Linked DNA regions of Oryctolagus cuniculus: region 1 is linked to region 2. Evidence: chromatin contacts called from public Micro-C data. All regions are on one chromosome and are shown on one strand. Each heading gives the region's core, a stretch centred on a gene start, on an enhancer-like site or on the middle of the called end of the contact. The rest is flanking DNA. Distances are from core to core; before and after follow the strand shown.

The links. A called contact is a pair of places that touch in the nucleus more often than the background predicts.
Region 1: a contact with region 2 is called in a Micro-C map of ear pinna, with 8 times the contacts expected there. The contact joins the promoter of CPNE8 here to the enhancer-like site in region 2. A contact is called at or near these places in 2 of 6 Hi-C or Micro-C datasets (ear pinna and an unstated tissue).

The regions. Positions count from the first base shown.
Region 1 is chr9:130,498,155-130,505,307 of mOryCun1.1, forward strand. CPNE8 (copine 8) reads right to left here and starts at 1,593. Exons shown (of 20, transcript XM_051850927.2): 1 at 1,223-1,593. The coding sequence starts at 1,344.
Region 2 is chr9:129,922,560-129,929,039 of mOryCun1.1, forward strand. All of the region lies in intron 2 of ALG10B (ALG10 alpha-1,2-glucosyltransferase B), which reads left to right. It overlaps LOC138843905 (a long non-coding RNA gene), which reads left to right. Exons shown (of 2, transcript XR_011379076.1): 1 at 1-3,281; 2 at 3,433-3,729. Among named protein-coding and RNA genes, the nearest start is that of ALG10B, 12 kb to the left of the region's middle. Within about 2 kb of position 3,017, at least 1 of the 8 cell types and tissues checked has an H3K27ac peak or open chromatin away from gene starts, as enhancers often do. A contact at or near this core is called in ear pinna, where this site is marked.

The sequences.
Region 1 (7,153 bases), core at 343-2,842, 570 kb after region 2:
GAGTCGGTAACAACTCCAAGCACAGACTAAGCACCCAGCACCCGTAACACTAAGTACTTGGGTTCGCTTTCAGGATTTTTCCCGCCTGAAAAAAAAAAAAAAAAAAAAAAAAACACCGTGCTAAGACGTAGCACGAGATCCGGCTGGATGGAGGGGTTCCTCAGGCTGAGAAAACGACGAGACCCAGCTGGCTGCGGCCGGCCAGCAAACAGGCACCCAAGCCGGGGAAAGGGGTTCTGAGTGGCCAGGGCACAACTTTCCCATCATAGCTTCCGCGGAAGTGGGTCTGATCTGACTGGGCCCCTGGGCCCCGCAGGCTCTACGGGACGCAAGGCAGGGGACCACTCCAGAATCTATGGCTGGGGCAGGAGGATGTCCGGCTGGCTACTGCCCCTGTGTGCCAACGCCCTCCCCTGGGAACCAGACGCAGCCTCGGAGAGAAAGCAGCTTCACTTGTCCAGCAGACGGGGAAAAATCTCAGGCGGCGCTGAGCGCAGCGACACCCGCAAGGCCAGGACCTGGCGCCGACGGCGGTCCCAGGAGGACGCTCACGGGGGGCGCCCCAGGCTCGCCCCTCCCCAAACACCACTCGTGAAAAATGCCGACGCCACGGTCAGGGGCACCCCAAACTTGAGAGCTCGCGTGCGCCCAAGTTCTGAACGCCAGCAGCCTCCACCGCCCGTGCGTAGGAGGATGGGGGTCTCCAAACCCAGCTCTGCTGAAGCCAGCAAGGGGCTGATCAGGGGCAAGCCAGGGGGTGGTGAGGGTGAGAGAGCGAGCGAGCGAGCGAGGGAGAGAGCGGGCTCCGGGGTCAAGGTGACCATTCGCCAAGTCTCCCTCTCCCTGCGCCCTTTCCAACTTGGTCCGCTAGAGCCCTTCGCAAACACCTCCCGCGGTGCAGCCAGCGGGGCTGCGCCCCAGGGCGGCGGGCAGAGCGAGCGCCGCGCGACCGCAGCCCTCGGGGAGGCAAGCCCCGTCAGGCCCCGGCCCGCGCGCGGGGGAAGCTGCCGCCCAGGGCCCTCGGGTGCCCGGCGCCGCCCGCGCGCCCGCTCCGCTCGGGCCCGGGACGCACCGAGGTTTCTTGGCAAAGTGGGCGACGGCCGGGCTCGGCGAGCTGAGTCACCAGCGCGGCCAACTTTTGCAACGTTTCCCAGAAAAGAGGCACCAAGTCGCGGCGCCGCAGCCCCACCCCCGGCCCCCGGCCCCCGGCGGGGACGCTCACCTGCAGGACACCGACACCTCCACGCGCGTGGCCGGCAGCGCGGCGCCGAGCGGGCTCAGGTCGCCCAGGCCGGCCGCGCTGCTGTAGCGGCTGTCCATCCTGGGCTTGCCCGGCGCCCACATCCGGAGCGCGGGCGCACTGAGAGCTCCCGGCCCGCTGCCGACAGCCCGGCCCCGGGGAGCGGGGGCGGAGGCGGGGGCGGCGCGCCGAGGCGGAGGGAGGAGCGGGCGGACCGCGCGCGGGCCCGTCCCGGGCGGGGCGCAGGAGCCGCGAAGGGGCGCGCGGGGCTCCGGGGCCTCCCGCCCGGCCCCGCGGGGGCGCCCTGCGAGGTGCCCCGGCTCGGAACGCCAGGCGCCGCGCGGCCCCGGCCGTCCAGGAGCCCCCGCCCCGCTCCGCCCCGGACCTGCGTGCGCTTCAGCTGTGTCTCCGCCCCGCACGCCGCCTCCCAGCCCGCGGCTCCCTCCTGCGATCAATCACGAGTGGACGGGCACGGCTCGCGGGATCCCGCCCTGGGCTGGACGCTGGAGGCGCGGCCGCCCCTGCACGAATGGGGCGACCCGTGCCCTGCGCGCCCCGGCCCGCGCAGTCCCCCTCAGCGCCCCCCGGGGGTCCCTCCCGCTGTGCCTGCTTCTGCACTGCCCACCCTCGGGCCCCGGAGGGCTGGGGACGAGGGAACGGTCGCCAGCCCCTCCGTCCGCAGCGGCAAACGGCGGCTCCGAATGTGGGACGAGCGGGGGCTGGGGCGGACTCCACGGTGCGGGCAAGGACTACTGGGGACGCAAAGCAGTCCCTGGGGTCCGCCGAAGCTTGGAGTGCAGCGGGGAAGACCCTCCTTCGGGCAGGGCTCTCGACGGCCCTCGGAAAGAATTTCCTTCTTGAGCCGGGAGGTTGCAAGTTTGCAATGCGACTCCGGCTCCGCGACTCCCGCCTGCCCGACCTGGACTGTTTAAGAAGCAGAGGGGAACCGGGGAGCCGGATGACAGGGTCGCCGGGCCCGTGCCACCAAGGCGGATCAGGAACGACCTTTATGGCTCGCACCTGGGCTCCGGCTCCCCCAGTGCACCTGCGGGTCCTCGGGCGCTCACCACCAGGGGGCGCCCGAGGAGAGGGCGCGGCGCCGCGGGCCCCAGGGAGGAAGGCGGGCGTGCGCCCCACTGGGCGCGCTGCACCTGCCGGCTCCGACCACGACAGTGCCCTGCATTTAACGTTCTAACCCCCTTGGAGCGGCTGAGCGTGTCCAGGCGCGCTCTTGCTGCCTCCTCCCCAGGTTCTGGCTTTTTCTTCCTTTTTTCCAAGCGTCCTGAAATCCCAGGCCTTTCTACCATGCCTAAGGGATGGTATGAATTCCGGGGAAGAGATCTAGGTGCATCGTTGTAAGCTGTTTGTTTTATAGAGCCTGCTGCAGAAATAAAAGTTGCTCACTCTAAGGGCTTCTTTCCCCCGCCCTATGGAGGGAGCTACAGTGGAGATGTGCTCAGCCACGCATACTCTAAGCGTGTCGGTTGATAAATGCTGATGCATGTGTAGAGAAGTCATCCCTGTAACATGGTGGGCCACACTGCGTCACCTCTTCTCCCTTTTGCAATCAGTCCCTCCTTTTGCCACCACCCACACCAGCCCCTCCGGGCAGCCATGAACTGTGTCGTCGTGTAAGAGTTTGCATTTCCTGTGTAAGATACATACACAGCTCATACGTCTGCCACGCAGCCAAACTCGCTCCAGATGCATCAGTGTTGCTGAGCGCATCCTCGGGAATAGCCCCCATCGCATGGTCTCGGGCCACAGACTGTTCACCCCGTCACCTGTTGATGCGTGTTTGACTGTTTCCAGGTTTGGGCTATTCCAAGTCAAACTGCTGTGAGCATTTACTATGTGGATCCATGCCTTTACCACTTTTCAACAAGTATGCAGCAGTGGACTAGACAGATCTCATGGAATGTGCATGTGTAACTTTGGAAGGAGCTACTAAACTGTTTCTAATTTCCCCACTGCAGTTATCAGAGTTCAAACTGCTCCAGACGCCTGCCAGTACTTATTGTTGTTACTCTTTAAAGTGCTAGCACATCTAAGAGGCGGTAATAGTGTCTCCCTGTGCTTTACTGATGGAGCATATTAAAGATAGTTCCATGTGCCTGCTTGCTGTGTGTCTATCTTCTTTGGTGAAGTGTTGGTCCAGATTTTTTTGCTTTCTTACTGTTAGTTTCTTCTGAGTTTTAAGTTCTTAATATATTTCATAAACAAGTTCCTTATCACATCCAGTTTATCAAATTTTTTTCTGTGTGACTTGTGTTCAGACATAAGTTTCCAATTTTGATTAATCTAGTTCCTCAACTTTATCAACTATGGATCTTAATGTTTATATTATATAATCTAAGGACATAAAATCATCTTTAATGTTTTATTCTAGGAATTTTAAAGTTTCAGCTTTTACATTTAAGTCTATGACTTATTTTGTGTTTTTTTTCCTCAAAGTCCTCTGTATTACACATCAATGTCTAATTTTTCCAGCACTGTATGTTAAAAAGTCAGCTTTTCTTCAGTGAAGTCTTTGCAACCTTTGTCAAACATCAGCTCACCCTGTACAGGAGTCTGCTTTGGGAGTCTATCCTATTCACTGATCTATTTGTTTTTCTTAAACCAATACCAGAGAGTCTTGATTAGTGCAGTATGGTGGTGGAACCTTGCCAATTATGATCTTTTTCCAGGTTGATTTGCCATTTTAAATCCTATATTTCTATGTAAATTTACTGATTTACATATTTTAATTTATTTGAAAGGCAGAGTTAGAGAGAAAGAAAGATAGATATCTTCTGTCCACTGGTTCACTCCCCAAATGACTGCAGTGGCTGGGGCTTTGCCAGGCCAAAGCCAACAGCCAGGAGCTTCTTCTGGATCTCCCATGCAGGTGCAGGGGCCCAAGCACTTGGGCCATCTTCTACTGCATTTTCTAGGTCATTAGCAGGGAGCTGGATCAAAAGTGGAGCACAAAGGACATTAACCAGCACCCGTATGGAATGTTGGTGTTGCATGCTGTGGCTGAACCCACTACGCTACAACACTGGTCTTATTTTTATTTTTTACTATCACCTATGCTCTATATATGCTCCAAGGGCTATAAACCAATAATCAAACATCAAAATGTCAGTTTCACTCATATACATTACTTTTGCTTGTACTCTGTGTTAGGTACTACAAATCAGAGAAAAAATTTGATAGTTGACTTTTGGGGACTGGCTTATTTCAGTAAGTATAGTGGTCTCCAATTGCATCCATTTTGTTAAAAAAAGACAGAATTTCATTCATTTTTATGGCTGAGTAGTATTCCATTGTGAATATATACCTGCATCTCATTATCTGCTCATGAATTGAGGGACATCTGGGTTGATTCCATATCTTAGCTATTGTGAATTGAACTGCAATAAACATGGAGGCACAGATAACTATTTCGTATGCTGATGTCATTTCCTTGGGGTAAATTCCCAGGAATGGGATGGCTGGAGCATATGGCAGATCTAGTTTCAGATTTCTGAGGAATCGCCGTACTATCTCCCATAATGGTTGTAGTAGTGTACATCCCCATCAACGGTGGATTAGGGTACCTGTTTCGCCACATCCTCACCAGCATTTGTTACTTGTTGACAGTCATTGTAACTGGGATGAAATGAAATCACACTGTGGTTTTTATGTGTTTTCTCTGATGGCCAGTGATCCTGAGCACCTTTTCCTGTGTCTGTTGGCCATTTGAATTTCAGAGACCAAATGGAGGAGAAGTGGCATCCGTCACCATTAGTCTTCTCGTCCATGAACACTGTATATCTTTCTCTTTGTTTAGGTTTTCTCTAGTATCTGTGATGGATTGGTATCCTAAGGAGAGAGAAATGTAGAGAGACACAGACACACAGGGAAAGCCACATGAAGACAGAGGCAGGGATGGGAGTTGTGCTACACACACAAAGGGATAGCAAAGAAGGGTGGAAGCCACAGAAATGTGGGAGAGACCAGGGACAGTCTCCCCTGGAGACTCTGGGGAAGCACAGCCCTGTGGAGCCTTGATTTCAGACTCCTGGCCAACGAAGCTGTGAGAGGAGACACTTCTGTTGTTTTACATGCAGTTTGGGTAATTTGTTATTGCACCCCTAAGAAAACCAGTACATGAGGATAACATTAATTATTTTCATTCTGCTGTTTTTTCAAGTTCATCATATCGACGTTAGCCTTGAATGCTGAAACTTTTAAAGTGCACTGAAACTTTGTTAAGATAGTCAGCAAAATGCATAAGAAACTGCAATTTTTTTTTTAGTTTCATATCATATAAATACTCTGTATCTTGGATCTTTAACATGTCTAGATTTGGAGGAATTTTTAAATAAAAAGTCTGTATTCACCATTTTTCAAATTAACAATATAAATGACCTTAGATTGTGTTAAAAATCAAAATAAATCACATTTACTAAACTTGGTAATAAGCCATTGGGTCAGTGGTTCAGTCAACATTAGCTGAACATCTACTATGTGCCAGGCATGACTGTAGATCCAGGAGACAACAATTCTCAAGAGGAAGTACAGCTGGCAAGGAATGCATGATTTAGATTACTCTTACTGAACCACTGAGTTTTTTCATTTCTCAGATTTTATTATTTCACGATCAGAGAAGACCTCAGGTGCATATTAAATTGTCTGTATCCATTATCTTGAGAAGCGGTTATTTTGGGGCTGGCACTGTGGCACAGTAGATTAAGTCTCCACCTGAGTCAATGGCATTCCATACCGGTGGTGGTTTGAGTCCTGGCTGCTCCACGCCCAATCCAGCTCTCTGCCAATGGTCTGGGAAAGCAGTGGAAGATGGTCCAAGTCCTTAGGCCCCTGTACCCATGTGGGAGTCCTGGAAGAAGCTCCTGGCTCCTGGCTTCAGACCGACACAACTCCAGCCATTTGGGAAGTGAATCAGTGGATGGAAGACCTCTCTGTCTCTCCCTCTCTCTGTCTGTAACTCTGCCTCTAAAATCAATAAATAAATCTTAAAAAAAGCAGCAGTTATTTACAATATAGCAGAGTAAAAAAAGAGGCTAATGAGAAAAGGGTATTGAGAGAAGACCCAAACCAACCAACACAGGCTGCTGTGACCACGATAAAACTAAGAGAGCAGAAAGCAGGGAGCAGACTCCGCAGAACCAGCTGTGCCCACAGAGTCTGTCCTCAGAGGAGAAGGATGGCGCTCATCTACCTCGCCTGGAAAGTGTCTGAGCTCACAAAGACCTGAAGGCAGCTGGTCTGGGCGGTCTGCCCAGCTATGGCTCCATCAGTGGAAACTTGCTCTGTTGGACCCAACAATTATTCCGTGCCAAGATAAGCCCAGAAATGCCAGCATTATCATAGGATCACCTTTGCAATGTCCTCAGGAAATTTTTGAAAACACACAGCTATGTCATCTCTTAACCCCTGGGGACAGCTGCATAAGCAGTTTCACCACTTGACACGCCCAGGAAGGCACAGCTTAAAATAAAATAAACTTGCATACTAACGAAGAATGGGCTAGGTGTTTGAGGATGGTCTCTGACCTAATCACCATCTGCAAAGTGAATTAAATCTGCAGGTAATTCAGTCACTCTAGACATGAAAACAGGATCACTGCTGCTTTCAGCTTAATGTTACCTATCTAACTCAATGAGACCAATATCTCACTATGCTTGCACGTTGTCACCTTCCCAATGGCTACTATAGAAAAATGTCATTTTTAAAATTTTTCTAGAGCCTAGGGAGATTACTGACACCATAAACAAGGGTGTCAAATTGTTAAGTCAACAACAGGAGTCACTGTGTACTTACTTCTCATGTGGGATCTCTGTCCTTAATGTGTTGTCCAATGTGAATTAATGCTATAACTAGTACTCAAACAGTATTTTACACTTTATGTTCTGTGTGGGTGCAAAC
Region 2 (6,480 bases), core at 1,767-4,266:
ATACTTGCAAGTGGATAATAAATATTTTCATTCTATGTTCTTAGGCAGTTGGGAAATAGCTGTGTGGCTGGTGAGTTTTCCAAGATGTGATAGATAGTGGTGACGTAAGAGCCACGTACACGCGACACAGCAGTCATTTGTCTTCGTTGGTTGCACACACACCACACGCTCACCCTTGTGACATCAGTGCACTCGAGGCAGCAGCCAGGTGGTCCTTTCGGTTCTGGCTTTTAGAAACATTCTGAGTTACTGTCGTGTCTGGAACTTTTCAAGAGTTGGCAAGTAGATATTTTTGTCGTGAATTTTTAAAAAATTAGACTTGATTGGCTTTGTTGACTGAAAAAGATAAATGCATTTCCCGGCTAGAGAGTCTGCTCAGTGCGCTCTGGTTCTCTGGATTCTGTGGGTTGCATTATTTCAAAGAATGCCATGGAAAGATCAAATGGGTGAACTGTTTAGATTCTGTATTCGGTCACCTTGAACTCGTTCCGATGTGTGTAACGTTTTAGAGAGCATTATCTGTAGGTAGCGTTTCTGTTTTCCTTGCACTGTGTGTTTCTTCATGTTTGTCTCTCCCCTCAGTGCTCACCCACCGTAAAAACTGCGTCTGATGAGGCACTAAATGATTTGCATATCCTGAGTTCAAATGCAGCATGTCATTTTGAGAAGAGATTATTTTAGCTTTCTGGCCTTCATTTCCTCTTAGGGTTATTTCTGGAATGTATTTGTCATAAAATACCTTAAGAGAAATAGCTTAATGTAATTTGTTTCTAATAAACAAATAGCTCAATGTTTTTCTAGTATGAACTTAACCTTGACTTGGCTTGACAATCTCTTCTTTATAATTGTCTAAAGAACGGGGAGAAAGGGTCCACCATGTTTTGTTTTGTTTTGTTTTGTTTTACATCCCCTAAATGGTGGACTATTATTGTGGACCCACTTTTAAAAAGCAAATCCATATTCATACAAAGAAACTCATGTTTAGTAAGTTAGAAAGCGTTTATTACCTTTGGAGCAATGAGTATTTCATAAGAACGTGAAACAAGACGTGGGGTGTAAATACGAACGTGTTTCTTCTAATGAAGGCTTAGCTAGAACTTAGGAGCCCTGGGCTTGCAGAACAGCATTTGGCGTGGGAACGAGCAGTTCCCGGGTCGAATCGGTAAGGTAAGCACTTTGGTGTTTTGTCCTTTGGTGTTTATGAGAACAGTGTTTGTTCTGACTCTAGTTGGTATCTGGCATGGGCCCAGCTTATTTTATAGAGCAGTCACCCACTGTCATTTATTTACAACATTCAGAAATACCACACGTATTGTAAATCTCTTCTGAATGCAGCTGTTGGAACAGAGTGAGGCAAGTATCCCAGGCAGATATGCTAATCCCCGTGGCAGGTGTTTGGAAGTACACCGTGCTTCCTCAGGAGAAGCATCCCAACCCTTTGTAGGACCCAGTGTGAGAAATTCTTATTTGCTGTAGTGTTTAATGGCTGTACATCTATTTACATATAAATATATGTTGTATTCATAGTGTGATATGATTTCAAAGTTGTTGCTGTTTACTTAATGAAAATAAATAACCTTCAGTCATTAACTTTTTTTATTTTTATTTTTGACAGGCAGAGTGGACAGTGAGAGAGAGAGACAGAGAGAAATGTCTTCCTTTGCTGTTGGTTCACCCTCCAATGGCCGCCGCGGCCAGCGCACTGCGGCCGGCACACCGCGCTGATCCGATGGCAGGAGCCAGGTACTTCTCCTGGTCTCCCATGGGGTGCAGGGCCCAAGCACCTGGGCCATCCTCCACTGCACTCCCGGGCCACAGCAGAGAGCTGGCCTGGAAGAGGGGCAACCGGGACAGAATCCGGCACCCTGACCGGGACTAGAACCCGGTGTGCCGGCGCCGCAAGGTGGAGGATTAGCCTAGTGAGCCATAGCGCCAGCCCAGTCATTAACTTTTAATAACAGTGGAACTGGTGGACTTAATGAGACATAGTTGGGTTCTTTCTGCGAGGCTGCGTTTTCCTGTCCTCTGATAACCTCTCTGGGTCTCTTTTTCACACCTGATGTTGACGGCAGATGTTTCCAACATACTCAGCTTTGTGTTGCTGGGGATATTAAAGTGAAAAGGGAGGGGTGAGGGGCTGAAGGTTTTTTTTTTTGTTGTTGTTGTTTTTTGATATATGTATGGATCCATGAGTTCACTAAATTTACAGAGTTTTTACTTCTAGGATAAGAAACTCTTTCACAGTGAAGTAATCTAATAATATCTTTATATTATTTTAATTGAAACTTTTAATTAATTTAATTTTAGGTCAGTCCACTATGAGATCAAAAGAAGTTAGGGTGTGTTTCCAAAAAGAAAAGTAGACAATCCTGTGTTGATTTTTCACATGGGAGCCGATCCGCTCAGTTCAGATGAATCCGTGTGTGTGTGTGTGTGTGTGTGTGTGTTACAAACAAGATGAGGAAGAAAGGGAGGAAGAATACCAGTACCAGTAGCTGTCACGATCCTGGCTGATTGACAGGGACAGGCTGGTGTGATACTGCTCAGAGTCCTGGGAGGATGGTGACGTCTGGCTGCTGGAGTACTCCTCATACAGTAATTTATTTTTTATATTTCTTGAATTCATAAAATGTTATACTTTTATCTGAAATCATTTTTCCTCTTAAGAGGCACAAACTAAAAATTTTAATGTCGTGGCCACTTGGGGGCGGTATTGTGCTGCGTTTCAAAGTTTTAGTTTTTTGTTTTTGTTTTTTCAGTCTCCAGCTTTACGGTTCTCCGGTCCTGTTTATTATTGTGCTATTCAGAATGCTTCCTGAAGTATTTAAAGCTGAGGGAAAGTGAAGACAGTCAGTGTTGTGTCCTGTGACTCTAGTCGATGACTTACTCTGTGCCGGCGCTCACTTCCCAGCCGCCGTGCCGAGTGCTCTGGCTGTGTTACCTCACTTAACTGTCCCAGCAGCCCTGCGGGGCAGCGCTGCGGCCAACTGCTCTGCAGGCAAGGCAGCTCAGCACGGATGCCCACGATTACAGCAATCCCGGCCCACGCAGCCCAGCTGGGCGCCCCTCTGCCCTTGCTGTGCAGCCGGGGGCCGGGGTCCACTCTGAAATGTGTCACATTTTACAAAGGGAAGTTGTAGTGCACAATGACCTTTTATAGGTCAGAAAACTGAGGCCCACAGGAACGTGGGCTGTGTGGTAGGTCACCGGCGTGTAAGGTGGGGTGGGGTGGGCTGTGTGGTAGGTCACCGGCGTGTAAGGTGGGGTGGGCTGTGTGGTAGGTCACCAGCGTATAAGGTGGGGTGGGCTGTGTGGTAGGTCACCAGCATGTAAGGTGGGGTGGGCTGTATGGTAGGTCACCAGCATGTGTGGTAGGTCACCGGCGTGTAAGGTGGGGTGGGCTGTGTGGTAGGTCACCGGCATGTATGGTAGGTCACCGGTGTGTAAGGTGGGGTGGGCTGTGTGGTAGGTCACCAGCATGTAAGGCTAGGTTAGTTCAGCCCTGGTTTTCGTCTATGGGGTATTTTCTTCCTGAAGAACTGTTTATTTTAAGGGATTATGAATATACATTCCAGAAGCTTTTGAGTTTCATGTTTTGTTAAATACTGTTCTCTTAAATCGACTTGCTTATATGACTTCTAAAATTATATTGAGAATTTGTGTCATTTAAATCTGTGGTTTTGACTCAATGTATTCTTGATAAAAATAAAAGATTCATTTGCCTTTTTACAGTTTGGGTGTTTTCATTTTGTTTGTCAGTGAATTTGTGGGTTTTGGTGTCTTCACACTTGGTTGTCTCCTCCACACTGCCTCCCACCCGGTGCTAAGCTTCCTCTGTGTTCTTGAAATACTGGGACTAATGATTGTGTCTGTCGTGGGTGCCAGCCGCTAGTCTGTGTCCTCATCGTCTCCCTTGATTTTCAGACTAACGGAAGGCAGTAAATCACCGGCTGCTCGCCTTGAACCGGTAGGGGTGTGGTTTGTTGGGCTATGGCTGTGGGAAGCCTGGAGTCTCTGCCTTCCAGAACAGCTGCGCCAGCACCGGTGTGCTCTGCAAGTACCGAGTCCCGTCCAGTCCCTCGCTGCCTCCAGATGGACTTTCTTCTGGTTAGTCTGGGGGAGAGTGGCCATGATAAAAATTGGTCACTCTCTGCCCAGAAGCCACGTCTGGATTATAACTGACTTGCATCATGTGTGGGATTTCTGCTTACAGATAGGCAGGTTGCCGGGGTTACTTTGCCCTGAGAAACTAGAAGGAAAAGTCCCTAAAAATAGTTTAGGTTGGATTAGTAGCCTTTGGGAATAAGGACGTCTGTTGTGGTCCCCTACATGCGTCGTCGTCTTTGTAGTTGTAGCCGGTGGCCATCTGATGGTACCTTGGGTGAAAAAATGCTAGCAGGAAACCCAGGAGCGGACCTGGTGTTGTGCAGGGGGCTGCTGACATGCCCTATCAGTGCCAGTTGGAATCCTGGCTGTTCCCCTTCCAATCCAGCTCCCTGCCAGTCTGCAACAGAAGGTGGCCCGAGTGCATGGTGCCTCCCTCCCTCCCAGGTGGGAGATGCAGATGGGGCTCCTGGCTCCTGGCTTCACCCTGAACCAGCCCTGGCTGTTGATCCCATTTGGGGACTGAACTGAAGGGGTGGATTGCCCCCCCCCCCACTCTGACTAACAAGCCTTTAATTTTTAAAAATTTCTGTTAACAAGGAGAACGGGTTTTGTGTATTTCACGGATACAGTTCTAAAACAACTATACTTCCCTTCCTCCCTCCTTTTCCCCTCCTTTTCTTTTTCCTTTAATTTTTTCAATAACATACTTTAAATTTACTTTATAATCATAGGCTTAGTGTTTTATTAACCATAATGTCCAAGTAAAAAGTAGAAAGACCCCTGTTCCACAGCAGTAAAGACAAGGGCTATAGACAATAATCAAAGCATAAAATGTCAGCTTCATTCTTATCCATTGATTGTTTTGTATTCCATATCAGATATCAGAGAAAATGTATTTGTCATTTTTAGGACTGGTTTCTTTTTTTTTTTTTTTAAGATTTATGTATTTATTTGAAAGAGTTATACACAGAGAAGGAGAGGCAGAGAGAGAGAGAGAGAGAGAGAGAGGTCTTCCATCCACTGGTTCTCTACCCAATTGGCTGCAATGGCCAGAGCTGCGCCAATCTGTAGCCAAGAGCTTACGGGTCTCCCACGAGGGTGCAGGGACCCAAGGACTTGGGCCATCTTCTACTGCTTTCCCAGGCTATAGCAGAGAGCTGGATTGGAAGTGGAGCAGCCGGGACTCAAACTGGCCCCCGTATCCAGTACTGGTGCTGCAGCCTGGGGTTTAACCTGCTGCGCCACAGCGTGCACCCAGCCTATCAGTGTTGAAAGCTGTGGTACAATGATCAAATTTAAATGAAAAAACCTAGGCTAACATGGACTTAACTGCAATGATGCCTCTCTGTCTAATGGATCTAGTACCAAATGTCCTCATCCCTGGCCAGGGAGAGCAGGGAGAGGAGACATCTGAGAACCAAGCGGAGGGTTTTACTCAGCCCCACCTGGTAATCCATGGCTGGGCTTCTCTCCTTCTTTGCAGTGTAGGGGAATGTAACATGTGATAGCTAATGATTCAGCAACAGTCAGTCTCACATGAGGCTGTCCATGTGTGTTCCTTCCTAGCACGCGTGCACACACATACACACAGCCTGGCCACCCACACAGACACACACACACACATACAGCCTGGCCACCCACCCACACAGACACACACACACACACAACCTGGCCACCCACCCACACAGACACATGCACACACACACACAGACTCACAGACACACACACACAGCCTGGCTACCCACACAGACACACACACACACACACACACACACACAGCCTGGCCACCCACACAGGCACACACACACACACACAGCCTGGCTACCCACACAGACATACACATTCACACAGCCTGGCCACCTACACAGACACACACACACACAGCCTGGCCACCCACACACACACACACACAGCCTGGCCACCCATACACACACACACATACACACACAGCCTGGCCTCACATAGACACACACACACACAGCCTGGCCACCCACACACACACACACACAGCCTGGCCACCCATACACACACACACATACACACACAGCCTGGCCTCACATAGACACACACACACACACACAGCCTGGCCACCTACACAGACACACACAGACACACACACACACAGCCTGGCCACCTACACAGACACACACACACACACACACACACAGCCTGGCCACCTACACAGACACAGACACACACACACACAGCCTGGCCACCTACACAGACACAGACAGACACACACACACACATACATACAGCCTGGCCACCTACACAGACACACACACACACACACACACACACAGCCTGGCCACCCAGAGGCAGAGGAGCTGGGGGATGCTGGGCTGCAGCACTTTCCGACTGTTGCAGGAAAAG